Regions from separate parts of the Sus scrofa genome. Here region 1 is linked to region 2. Evidence: chromatin contacts called from public Hi-C data. All regions are on one chromosome and are shown on one strand. The core of a region is the stretch at or near the end of the contact, and the rest is flanking DNA. Distances in the headings are between cores, read along the strand shown. Region 1 overlaps LPP (lipoma-preferred partner). Region 2 overlaps LPP (lipoma-preferred partner).

Region 1 (5,519 bases), core at 299-2,798, 140 kb after region 2:
TACTATGTTGATAGGTCCTTTTTCTGAATGCAAAACACCTTTCTCGGAGAGAAACGTTACTTGAACTATATCAATATAGAAGAAGAAAGGATTCATTTTTATGGTATCTCTTTAAGAAGGAGGGTTTTGTTTTTTGTTTTTTGTTTTTTGTTTTTTTTTTTTTTGTTTTGTTTTTGGCTTTTTAGGGCCTCAACTGAGTCACATGGACATTACCAGGCTAGGGGTTGGATTGGAGCTGCAGCTACTTTCCTACGCCACAGCTCATGGCAACGCCAGATCCTTAACCCACTGAGTGAGGCCAGGGAGGGAACCCTAGTCCTCATGGATGCTAGTTGGGTTTGTTACTGCTGAGCCATGATGGGAGCTCCCAAAGAAGGAGCATTTTTTTTTATTGAATTAGTATTATAGATAATAATGTAAGTGAACATTATGTAATGAAAACTATAAAGTAAACCAGTGATTTTTATTAATTTAAAAAGTCTTTTTTGTTTTCCAGATTATCAAATGAGGCAGAGAGATTTTAGAGATGTTAGTAATTATATCATTACAGGAAAATAATTAATTGATTTGCTAGGAATTTTATCTTGGGTCCTATTCATCTCTGGGATTCATATTTGAAATTTAGCCAGTCTCTTAAAATTGTGTTTACTCTTGGTCTATGTGTATAACTTTTTCAGGGAGAGGGTCCATATGTCATCAGATCCTCAAAGAGATGCTTAACTCCACTCATTAAGAAAGATAACCTCCCCTGTTTTAGAGGTCACCAGTCTCCCAAGCCATTTATATCAATGTTGGTTAAATGAAAGCCAGCTTTCCCTTTTCCTCTTGCCATATTAGGAGGTAGAGTCTAAAAAGAGAACTGAGAATTTGGTGGTGATGGAAGTGGGGGTTCTAATAATTACATTAAAAAATGCAATGACTGTACAATATAACATGTAGACACAATTATATCACAATATATGGTTTTGATAACATGTTCATATTTGTTTGCACATCTCCTCTGGGCAGTGCATTTATAAGGTGAGGCATAGAGATGGATAAGGCATGGGTTCTTTCCTCTGAGAGGGAGGCCACACAGATATTCATTCACATTTGATTATTGAGGCGATGGAAGTTCTGTGATGAAACTGCTTGTACCCGGTTCTACAGGTACAAAGCAATCAAGGAGATTCCTGAGTCCTTTATACTATAATATGCTTTCTATTGCCTGGCATGTAATTATTACCCATACATTTTTACTTATTCCTCTTATATGTGAATTTAAAATGTCATATTTGTTCTGCTTCCATTAATGCAGTTTTGAATGATGATTCATCAGTGCAGTGGCCTATTTTAGTGAACCACAATAGCTTGGGTAGAAAGAAAAAAAAAAAGATTCAACATACTCAGGAATGGAAAGCAGCCATCTTTTTATAGCTAAAATTGCAAACATCTGGCAATTACTCTATTCTACCTCCCTTCAAAAAAAGAAGAATCGTCCGTTCAACTGTGGAGCCTGCCACTGTGTTTAATCAAGGCAGCTATGCAAGCCTCAAGGAGCGATAGGTTTTGATTCAAGGAGGCCATTGCCTAACCCAGTTGGCCAGACTCTCTTTGGAAAATACACCATTTAATACTGCCCATATGCTACTGTGTTATGTAATGATAATAATGGTAATATGGCAATTAATGGCTGTAGAAAATCCGTATTTGCTTTCCTGCCCTAGCTCATTTGTGGTGTCTTTTATGATAGCTTTTATGTTTTTGCAACTTAACTGTTCAGGTCAAGTTTGCCTCTCTCCATCCTCTGGAGCTTTTCGTATTCCTGAGTCGAAGGTTCAGCTATATCAATGCAAGTCATACTTACTGATTTGATTTTTATTATAAACTGGTCTAGTAAAACGTTGAGGGAACAAATTCATTTCTTTTGAAAGCCTGACAGTGATCTTATAGTCAAAAAACAATCCACTGTGCCTATGATTCCCTCATACCCCACCCTTTTTTCTTATTATGATAATTGCTTGTGAAACTAGTTCTTCCCTCCCTGGCAAAAGTCAGCTCTGCTGGCAGGGGAAGTGAGAATGACGGGTGGTTTGCAATAAGGGCTGAGAGTCAGAACTTCTGCATTTTTCTCTTGGGGCCAATGCCAGCTTTCACTCTGGCCATGACCAATGTACTCACCTTTCTATTCCCCATTTACCTTTCTCTTCCTCTGAGCCACTGAAGGGGATAGGTGGACTTTTCCCTTCCCAGGTTCTGCCAACCTTGCTGTCACTGTTTGCGTTTGGCTCTAGGGTATCTTGGTCAATGATCATTATGTGAAGGGATGGAAAAGATGTAGTTTAAAAAAAAAAAAGTTTCAATGGCATGGCAATTTTCAAAAACAACCTCAAGTACTAAAAATAGGATGTTTTCTGGTGTTATAGTGTTAGCATTTTATGGTACTTGGAAATCATAGGCATGCAGTGGGGGCCATGAGCTTATTATACCCTTGCTTTTTATGCCTTTGGTAGAACTATGTTCAATACCAAAGCCACTGCCTTAGCTTTGATATTATAATTTTACTAAGCTGTCTCTCCTGCCAGTCTTCCCAAAATCCCACTGAATTTTGCAAACATTTCATTAACTTAACTGCAACTTTACAAAAGTTGAGATTGTGATTGGGGGGGGGGGTTCTGTTTAAAAACATATATAAAGGGAAGAAAAGAAGCAAGAACTCCTAATAACCTAAAATGCATATCTTAGTACAACTATTCCATAGAGACCTTGATGGAATAATGGTCTCTGGAATCTCAAAATGTGTGTCTCCCTTTCTCTGTCTGTATCCAGTAAATTACTGATAGTTCTAGCTTTTCTCCCTCATGAGCACATCTTAGAACTTGGACTTGTTATAGGCAATATTGTTGCCCAGTGCTTTTCTCCTTGATGACCTTCCTAAAGTGGAAGAGCCTGTGCCACTTTATGGCTGTGTTGTACTCTTACTTAAGGGCTTAAAAATCCACAAACTTTTTAGAACACAACCTGTGCTATATTGCAGAGGACTTTAAATGTCTCAGTAGTTCTCTACCTTCACGACATGCAAGAATCACCTGGGGAACTTTAAAAAAATGCTGAGACTTGGCCTTCACTCTCAGATAATTCTAATATAATTGGTCTAGGATAGGCACCTTTTCTTTTTTAAAAACATTTTCCAAGTCTTAGAACCACTGAGACAGTCCAATCTCTCCTCTGATACTTGAGTTCCTATCACGTCTAACAAGATGTTTTTCATGCTTTTCTTGAATATTTTTAGTGTGTGAAACTGAAACTGCCCTTTCTGTCTTTGGACAGTTCTGAGTTTTTGGAAAGTTTGTCTTTATTTTGATTAGAAATCTGCTCTCATAAAATGTGGACATATTTTTTAATCTTAGGAATTTATAATCTTTAGCCATGGAGTTTAGTTAGTACTTAAAGTTTTAAAAATGTGCCCTCAGGGAGGAAAAATCTGTAACAATCTGATCACATCGCTTGAATGGTAACCAGTTGTCATTAAATAGGACCTCTTCCTTAACCACTTTTGAGTTAGGAGTCTCTGGAAAGGAATGGTGAAGAACAAACAGAAAAACAAATTAAACAAATGTTTTTTCTAGGGAGGCATCATCAGAGTTACCTTGCCAACTAGCCAATTTGACCTCAAGAGCAGGAACTCTTCGCTGGTCACCATTCAATTCATGGTGTCTAACGTGGTTGAGGTGCAAATGAGGCATTCAATGACTACTTACTGAATAAATGATAAGTATGACATTTATTGAGGTGGCTCAAATTAAATATACAAACACTGATAGTTTTAAGCATAACAGCAGGTTAGAAAATACAGTGGGAGAAGGTCCCTTTTGCAGGGGAATAAAGCTAAAATGCCCAAATGCACACATTTAATAAGAGATATGAAACATATGTTCACACAATGAAAAAACAAACAAAATATAACCCTCAACTCTCTGGAAAAACATAAGTCTTGGTAGCAGTGTCCCTGGTATAGATCTGTCCTCTCAGGCAGCCATTAGATTGCTTTGGCTTTAACATATGGTGGAGGTGGGAATATGTTTTATTTGTAGGGTCACTTGTATTTCTTTTGGATTAAAAGATATTTTACTATATTCAGGTGAAACCTGCTGCACCCCAGGTCTACCTCTGGTCCTAGTTCTGCCCTTGAAGATTGCAAAGGAAAGTCCTCCTCCCTATTATTTCCATTGTAGGGTTCTAAAGCTTTTAATTATTTTATTCAGCCTATCCTGGAAAGCCTGGTTTATCAGGGCCCAGAACTAAACTTAATGCTGTTGAGTGCAGATAGAGAATGGCAAAATTCTCTAAAAGAATTACTTTTCCTAAGCAAAGGTGTAAGTACCAAGAACTGCCTTTCAGCACAGTTTCTTAGGCTTACTGATAGGACTAGTCTATGTGGTATATTATAGTTGACTTTTAAAAAAATCACATATAGTTTTGATAAATAGAATAGAATAAAAAGTCTTGGTGGAGAAGGGTGTGGTAAGGTCAACAAATAACTTTAGATCTTTCTTGAGATTAGATTAAGTAGCTTGATTAGGGCAAATATGACATAGCTGAATAAATGAGTTGGAGTTCTTGGAACCTAGGCAAGTCTAAATTTTGAGGAAACAAATTAGAAAAGTTAGAGTTTAGAATGAGTAATAGTAAAGGCAAAACTAAGGTAATTAAGATTATTTGGAATTGCCCATGTAATTGTTTTTTGCAGTAGCTATCCCTGATTTATGCTGTTCATAGGTTTAAGTTGTTTTATGGCTATTTATTTATTTATTTATTTTTAAAGGGAGATGGATAATCTACTATTTTCCCTCTGCCCATGCCAGTGATTTGTTATTTGTGTGTTGCAGTTACATGCTACCCCTACTTGGTTGTAGCATGCCTAACACATTGGTCAATCATAAAAGTGAACATCAAAACCGTTGAAACTCAACCCATAAGTTAAGGTGATAAAGTTGCAGCATCATTCTGCAAGTACACTGACCTTTGTGATTTATTATCCCATATATTTGATTAGAATGTGAAAAGCATATAGTTAGAGTAATAGAGGCAGATGATTGAACACTCATAGACATCTGGAGAGGAAGTACTGGGGAGATGGTTGCCCAGAACTTCTAAGAGCTTTTTGTGGCAACCTGAGAAGGCAGAGGCATAGGCATGGCTTGGAATTCAAAGCCACAAAAATAAGGCTAAGTTCAATAAAACTGAAAACACTTTTATACCATCATTGATGTATAACTACCCCCACATCAATTTAGATATTTTTTAGCGTAAGTAGATTTTATTCATTTTGATATTTTTCCTTCAATTCATTTAACTATGTTATAATTAAGTTCTTTTTTTCCTCTCAGGCTTCTTGGATTCCAAATAATACTATGTTTCAGCCATAGTTCCCTTTAAAGACAGGGTTTTTTTGAGGCATTGCGTTTTGCAAATAGTGAATCTCTAGCATTCCTAAGCAGTGTATCTCATTTAATTTGCTCTATATTGGATGTAACCCA
Region 2 (6,048 bases), core at 752-3,251:
GTTGTCCTGGTTCTCTCCCAGCCCTATTCTCTACTCCAGATACCTTCTTTCCTTCTTCCTTTTGTTTTTAAACATGTAAGTATTAAAGTGAGAAGCTGGGGGATAGGGGGGCTGCAGCATTAAAATGAAACACAAAGTAAGCAATACATTTCAATCTTCAGTTATAAAAATGATGTTTTAGATTTATTTACCCAATCTGTTTCCTGCTGGGAACTTCTTCTCCTGCCACTGCTCCTCATTTGTTTCCCAAATTTCTACCCACTTTCCGACTCAAAGCAGGAGAGGAGACTCTGACCACACAATGGGATTTGAGAAGGGAGCAGGGCAGCTTTCAAGTGCTGACTCTAGAGGCAAATTCCTGGCCTTTTTCCTTCTGAAGATTTTTCAGCTTTTTTTTTTTTTTTTTTTTTTCTTTTAAGTCTCTTGAAAGTTTACTACTAAAGACCCTTCGCTGTGGAAGGCACAGTTTCCATGATGGACCTGCATTGACTGTGTCCTTGGTGTTTGCAGGCCTCAAGCTACTTTGTAGGGATGCTGAGATAGAAAAATTGGACCTCTGACGGCAAGGGCTTGGGGTGTGTGTGTGTGTGTGTGTGTACATGTGCACTGTGGGTGCTGTGGGGAGACTGGTTTCTGGGGATGGAGGGTGGGCCAGGCAGTAGGTAGATTGTTATGTTCATACCTGAAGATCACCTGGAGACCTGCTGTAAACTTATCAGTGACACAGGGAGGGCAGAAGGTTCTGTTTGTTGCCACTGGGGAAGGCTTCACTGAGGGTGTGGTGTTGAAAGGTCTTGAAAGATAGCTAGAACTTCAATAAACAAGGAAGAGAGACGTGCTTTCAAGACAAAGGGAATGGGGAAGACAGAAAGCGGGGAGTGGCAGGCTGCGTGTGGAAGGTATGTGAAGGTGAAGCATTGATGTCAAATCATAGAGGTGATAGATGCCCCCCATCATGTGTTTGGGGCTTTTCCCCCCTGTTAGCAGTAGGGAGAGTTATGTGTTTTAGAAAGAGCTGTGATAGGATTTCTGTGGTGTGTGTGTGTTTGTATTTCGTTTTACTTTTACTTTTTAACTTTCTGAGCCTTTTTAGGAACTGTGAGGCAACCTTAGCTCTGGGAAGTGTTCACTACCTGTCTCTCTGTCTTGCCTTTCCTTTTCTGGCCTGGCTTGGTGCCTTGTCAGGCTTCTGATAATGAAGTGTGTCAGGGCTGGCTCCTGGGAGCCATGCGAGCAGACCCTGGGCTCCTTCTCCAAGGTTCCGGGTCCTTTATCCTCCTCCTTTCCTCTTCCTCCTCCTCTTTCTCTATCACCACCCCCAGCAGCAGCAGCAGCTCTCCCCTCCCTAAAATAAATAAACCAGTCGCTCCAAGAGGTTCCAAGCACATTAGTCACATATCCCAGAAGTTTAATACAGAATTATTTTGACAGCGAGAACAAGAAGTGTTTTCTAGTTGAACGCACAGAACTTGCTTCTTCCAACTGGGCTTTCTGCCGCAGAGACAGATGATATGTTTTTTAGATGGAATCGGCTGCGCAGGAGACTGCGTCGCTTCCCTTGGAAACATGACAAACTGCTCACTACCAAAAGTGGTCCGGGAAATTATGGGGGTGGGGGAAGAGAAGAGAGAGAGAGATCACATCCTTGTTGAGAATATAACTTTCTCCCTAATAACTTCAGTCAGCCACTTAGAGCTTCTATGTGTTTATTTATTTATTTGGCTGCCCCTGGAGCTGTGAAGTCCTTTTTAAATCCTGGGCTTATGGGTGTTCTAAAAGATGAGGACAGCTCGAGTTATTGCAATGCGGGTGGCTCTCCAAGCATTCCAGTTGAATAGCTCTTCCAGAAATATTTCTTGACTCACTAATTTAGCACTTTCTGTTGCTGTTACTAAGCAGATTGAAGAGTCTTCCCTGTGATTTCACCAGACTACTCTAGGGTTGACGTGTATCCGATTATTCCTATCTGGCCCATGGAGAGATGGAGGAATGCAAAGCTGAAGTCCACTGGCGCCCAAGAGGGCCTTTTCCCTGTCTTGCCAGAGCGCTGTCTGAAGAGTCAGGGAAAAGAAGAAAAGTGTGTGTTTCTTTCCCAGCTTTGCTCTTCTCCTTTAGCGCCCCACCTCCAAGTTCTTCCTGGGTGGTTAACCTGGGCAGGAAGACCCAGAGCTGAGCATGGAGGAGAGACATTAAGGAAGTTCCAGACCTGGGATACCCATTCGTTCTGGCTCCCATTATCCTTCCCCTCTTGATTCTCAAATCTTTCTAGAGTTACAGCCTTATTGGGGGTTGGGGGTAGCGAGCTGACCTCTCTAATTGCAATGCATGCTCTCTGGAGCTCTTTTAACTTTCTCTGATTGTATCTCATTAGCCCCTCATTCCAAGGCCTTCGTCCAAGAAATGTCTTTGTGGTCCAGACATTGACTGGCTGTATGACCTTGGTCAGTAGACTCATTGGGCCTTGGTCTTTTCAGAAACTTTTTGTTTATGGAATTCTTTCTTAAACCCCTTGTGAATTGTCATCTGAAACCCCAGTACAGGTTTCCCTGCTATCTGAAAGTGAGAGTGTTCCTATGACACATTTTGTGAGCTGAAAAGGAGTCAAGTGCAGAAGCAACTGCAAACTCTGAATGCTATTTTTGCTTTTTGCCATTTTTTTTTTTTTTTGTAAGAACGAATATCCTCTTTGGCTTTCTTTTGGTCAATGAAACAGATACTAATGTAAGCCTTTTCATAAAAGCAAAGTGGTGTAAAGAAAATTTTTGAAAGGTAAATGATACCTTTAAAATAATCAAAGTATAATTATATGGTGGCACTGTTATGTCATTAAATGGTTAAATAGGCTTCCATCTAGGGCTGAGTTATGGTCCTAAATTCTGTGCCTCTGTGGAACCCACTTTGAAAGCCACTGTATTGGAGGTGCTTCAAGCTTCTGTAAGCTTTCTGCCTCTCTGGACATCTCTTAAGGTTGAGAAAGTGGCACCTGTACCGATGAGGAAGATGGGCCCAGAGGGAGACTTGGCCCTTCTGGTTTCCCTACACTGGCTGTGAAATTCCATGTGATGAAGGCCTTTTAGCCTGCTCACTTTCAGTGATTGTTCTCAGGGGTTTGTCAGCTCCTAGGCCTCCATCCACACCTGGGCCTGGTCACGTGCCTGGTCAGCACCTCCTTATTATTCATTATATAGTATTGAGTGGTCATCTCAGTAATTTCTTCCCAGAGCCTCTGTCTCAGGAACATTTATGAGAGGAGTAACATTGTATTCAAACCCCTCTTTTTCTTTTTAAAGAGCTGAGTTTACTTTTTATAAGAAAAGTATTCCTCCACTGATACTTATACAGTACCTGCATTTGTATGACACTCAATTATTCCCCAAAGAAGTTTCTGACCTTTATGATATACTTTACATTTTCTCATTGCAAAACAATTTCTAAAGAGCTTTTTCTTTCTTTCTTTCTTTCTTTCTTTTTTTTTTTTTTTTTGTCTTTTGTCTTTTTTCAGGGCTGTACCCGCAGCATGTGGAGGTTTTCGAGGCTAGGGGTCAAATCGGAGCTACAGCTGCCGGCCTATATACCACAGCCACAGCAATCCCAGAACCTTAACCCACTGAGTGAGGCCAGGGATCGAACCCACAACCTCATGGTTCCTAGTCGGATTCGTTTCCAATGTGCCACAATGAAAACTCCCAAAAGAGCTTTTTCCAGCTAAGATTCCACCATAACTCTGAGGCAAAGGAGACTCAATGAGATAATCCATATATAATCAGAGTTAGGCTTGTAGTTTATAGTTAGGTTGAGAAGAATTGTAGGGATGTGAACTTTAGACTCCCTAAAGTTCATTGCACCAAACCATTCCTTCTCCTTGTAGCAGGAATTATGAGTGAATTTGCTACTAACAGCTACTGTCTATGAAGTGCTTATTTATGTGTCAAACACTGCTAGGCAGGCACTTTGTAAAAAGCTCATTTAATCTCTTCACCTGTGGTATAAGTAGAAATGATCATGTCCAGTTTGCAGATGAGTCACTGGGATATTGAGAGGACAAGGAACTTGCTCAGGGTGCTGCCTCGCAGAATCAGTGGATCTTGCACTCTAACAAGGAACACTTGCCTCCAGAGGCCTTTCAAATAGAGGCTGTGATCTCTGCCCATCCTTGGTCCTCACTAAGGAGACAAGATATGTTCTCTTGAAAATGGCAAAGCTAGTTTGTGGTGACCATGTGCTACAGTGAGTGCAGCTCATTGTTATGGGTTAACGGTGGCCTTTTCCCCTCTCTTCTCTTGGAGGCCATGACATCTTGTTTATTTGTTTGTTTTGCTTTTTAGGGCCTCACCCGCAGCATATGGAGGTTCCCAGGCTAGGGGTCCAATTGGAGCTATAGCTGCTGGCCTACACCACAGCCACGCAACGTAGGATCTGAGCCGTGTCTGCAACCTACATCACAGCTCATGGCAACACCAGATCTTTAACCCACTGAGTGAGGCCAGGGATTGAATCCACAACCTCATGGTTCCTAGTCTGATTCGTTTCCACTGTGCCACAATGGGAACTCTGGAGGCCATAACATTTTCACCTTGTCCCTTCTACTTTCATTTTAGATTTTATGTGCTCCTCATTGAAATTACGGATCCTGTGCCATTGGGCAAGTTATTTCTATTCCTAGGGCCTTGGTTTCTCCCTCACTCAAATTAGCTCTTCTTTCCTACTCCCATCTTTTTGTCTTTCTAAGTTTACATGTCTGGGGAATGTGCTTATTGAATTCCCTTTGTATAAGTTCTTTCAAAAATATTGTTGGGAATTATAGATGCTTGGTAAATTCTTGTTTTAAATTGAAATGATAATTGCAGGTTACTCCTGTTTTCAAAGAGATTTTCTGCTTCTGAAATGCAATTTGTGAAGTTTGAAAGTCAGACACTGCATGAAGAGATAACTAAGTCATATCAAGACAGATGAATGCCTAATACATGTTCTGATTGGTTTGTTGGTGGTGTCTTTCTTTTACAGTGTCTCAGTTTTGTCTTTCTAACGCTTGCGTTTGAACTATCCTTTACCTAACATACCTGTGAACGAGTATATGCCCACACACACACTCACACACATTTTTTGAGAAAAAAAAATGCTCTTGTATTTGTTAAACTTGTCACTTTCCCCACAGAATCTGGTTAGCAGACCTTCGGGTGAACAAAAGAAAAATCTTTTTTTCTGGTCCAAGTTCAGGGTGTGAATCAATTCTCCCTGCCTTTTGCATTTTAGTAAATGTTTCCTAGATGGATTCTTCGGATTTCCAGTAAAGACAAACAGCTCAGAAACCAGATTGCATTCATACCCAAGGCCTGAGTTCTGTGACCCAGGCATTGGAGCTCAGTCCATATATGGCCAAAAGAGAAGCAGGGAGAGGGAGTGGAAGAAGAATACCAGACATCAAATGCATTCCTAGGAAGTGTGCGTTCGCAACTGACAAAACAGGATCCTTATTGGTTTCCATCTTCTGTAGAAAATGACCTGTGACGTTTTCAGAAAGAAGCGGATGTTCCAAGCATCTGCCATGGGAAACAGTTTTATTTTCCCTTTTCTTTTTGGTCACATGTAGGTTTAATTTGGAGTCGGTATTCAAGTCAGTGCTACCAAGGAATAAGGACTAAGAAATTATTCTTGGAGTCAGCACATGTGGGTTCTCAGCCCAATACGGCTGCCATCCAGCTGTGAAACTCTCTCTGGCCTATTTCTCTCAATGTCAGAGTGGCCGGGCTGAATCTGATGATCTCTGGGATCTCTACTATTTCTGTTTTCTTTGGTTCTAATTCTGCCTGAGATTTTCCAGTTCTTGTAGAATTCCCCACAGAAAGTAGTTTCTAATTCTTCCAAATACTTTCTGTGGTTTGTACTTAAAAGACAAAATAAAAACCCTGGTCTTGAATTTTTCTTTGTGATTTTCTTAAATATATCTTGGACACATTAGCTTTCACTTGGCAGATAACTTCTTACTGAGGGTGGAAATGATTGCATTTACCACATCTTCATGGTCTTACTTCTCTGCTTGTCCCTCTT

Evidence for each region. A called contact is a pair of places that touch in the nucleus more often than the background predicts.
Region 1: a contact with region 2 is called in a Hi-C map of embryonic fibroblasts, with 1.4 times the contacts expected there. The contact joins two enhancer-like sites. A contact is called at or near these places in 2 of 47 Hi-C or Micro-C datasets (embryonic fibroblasts and epiblast stem cells) and 2 of 2 datasets of contacts at active chromatin or transcription factors (alveolar macrophages and skeletal muscle).

The regions. Positions count from the first base shown.
Region 1 is chr13:126,027,378-126,032,896 of Sscrofa11.1, forward strand. The region is part of intron 3 of LPP (lipoma-preferred partner); the gene reads left to right. Among named protein-coding and RNA genes, the nearest start is that of LPP, 250 kb to the left of the region's middle. Within about 2 kb of position 1,549, at least 5 of the 83 cell types and tissues checked have an H3K27ac peak or open chromatin away from gene starts, as enhancers often do. A contact at or near this core is called in embryonic fibroblasts, where this site is marked.
Region 2 is chr13:125,890,085-125,896,132 of Sscrofa11.1, forward strand. The region is part of intron 2 of LPP (lipoma-preferred partner); the gene reads left to right. Among named protein-coding and RNA genes, the nearest start is that of LPP, 110 kb to the left of the region's middle. Within about 2 kb of position 2,002, at least 33 of the 83 cell types and tissues checked have an H3K27ac peak or open chromatin away from gene starts, as enhancers often do. A contact at or near this core is called in embryonic fibroblasts, where this site is marked.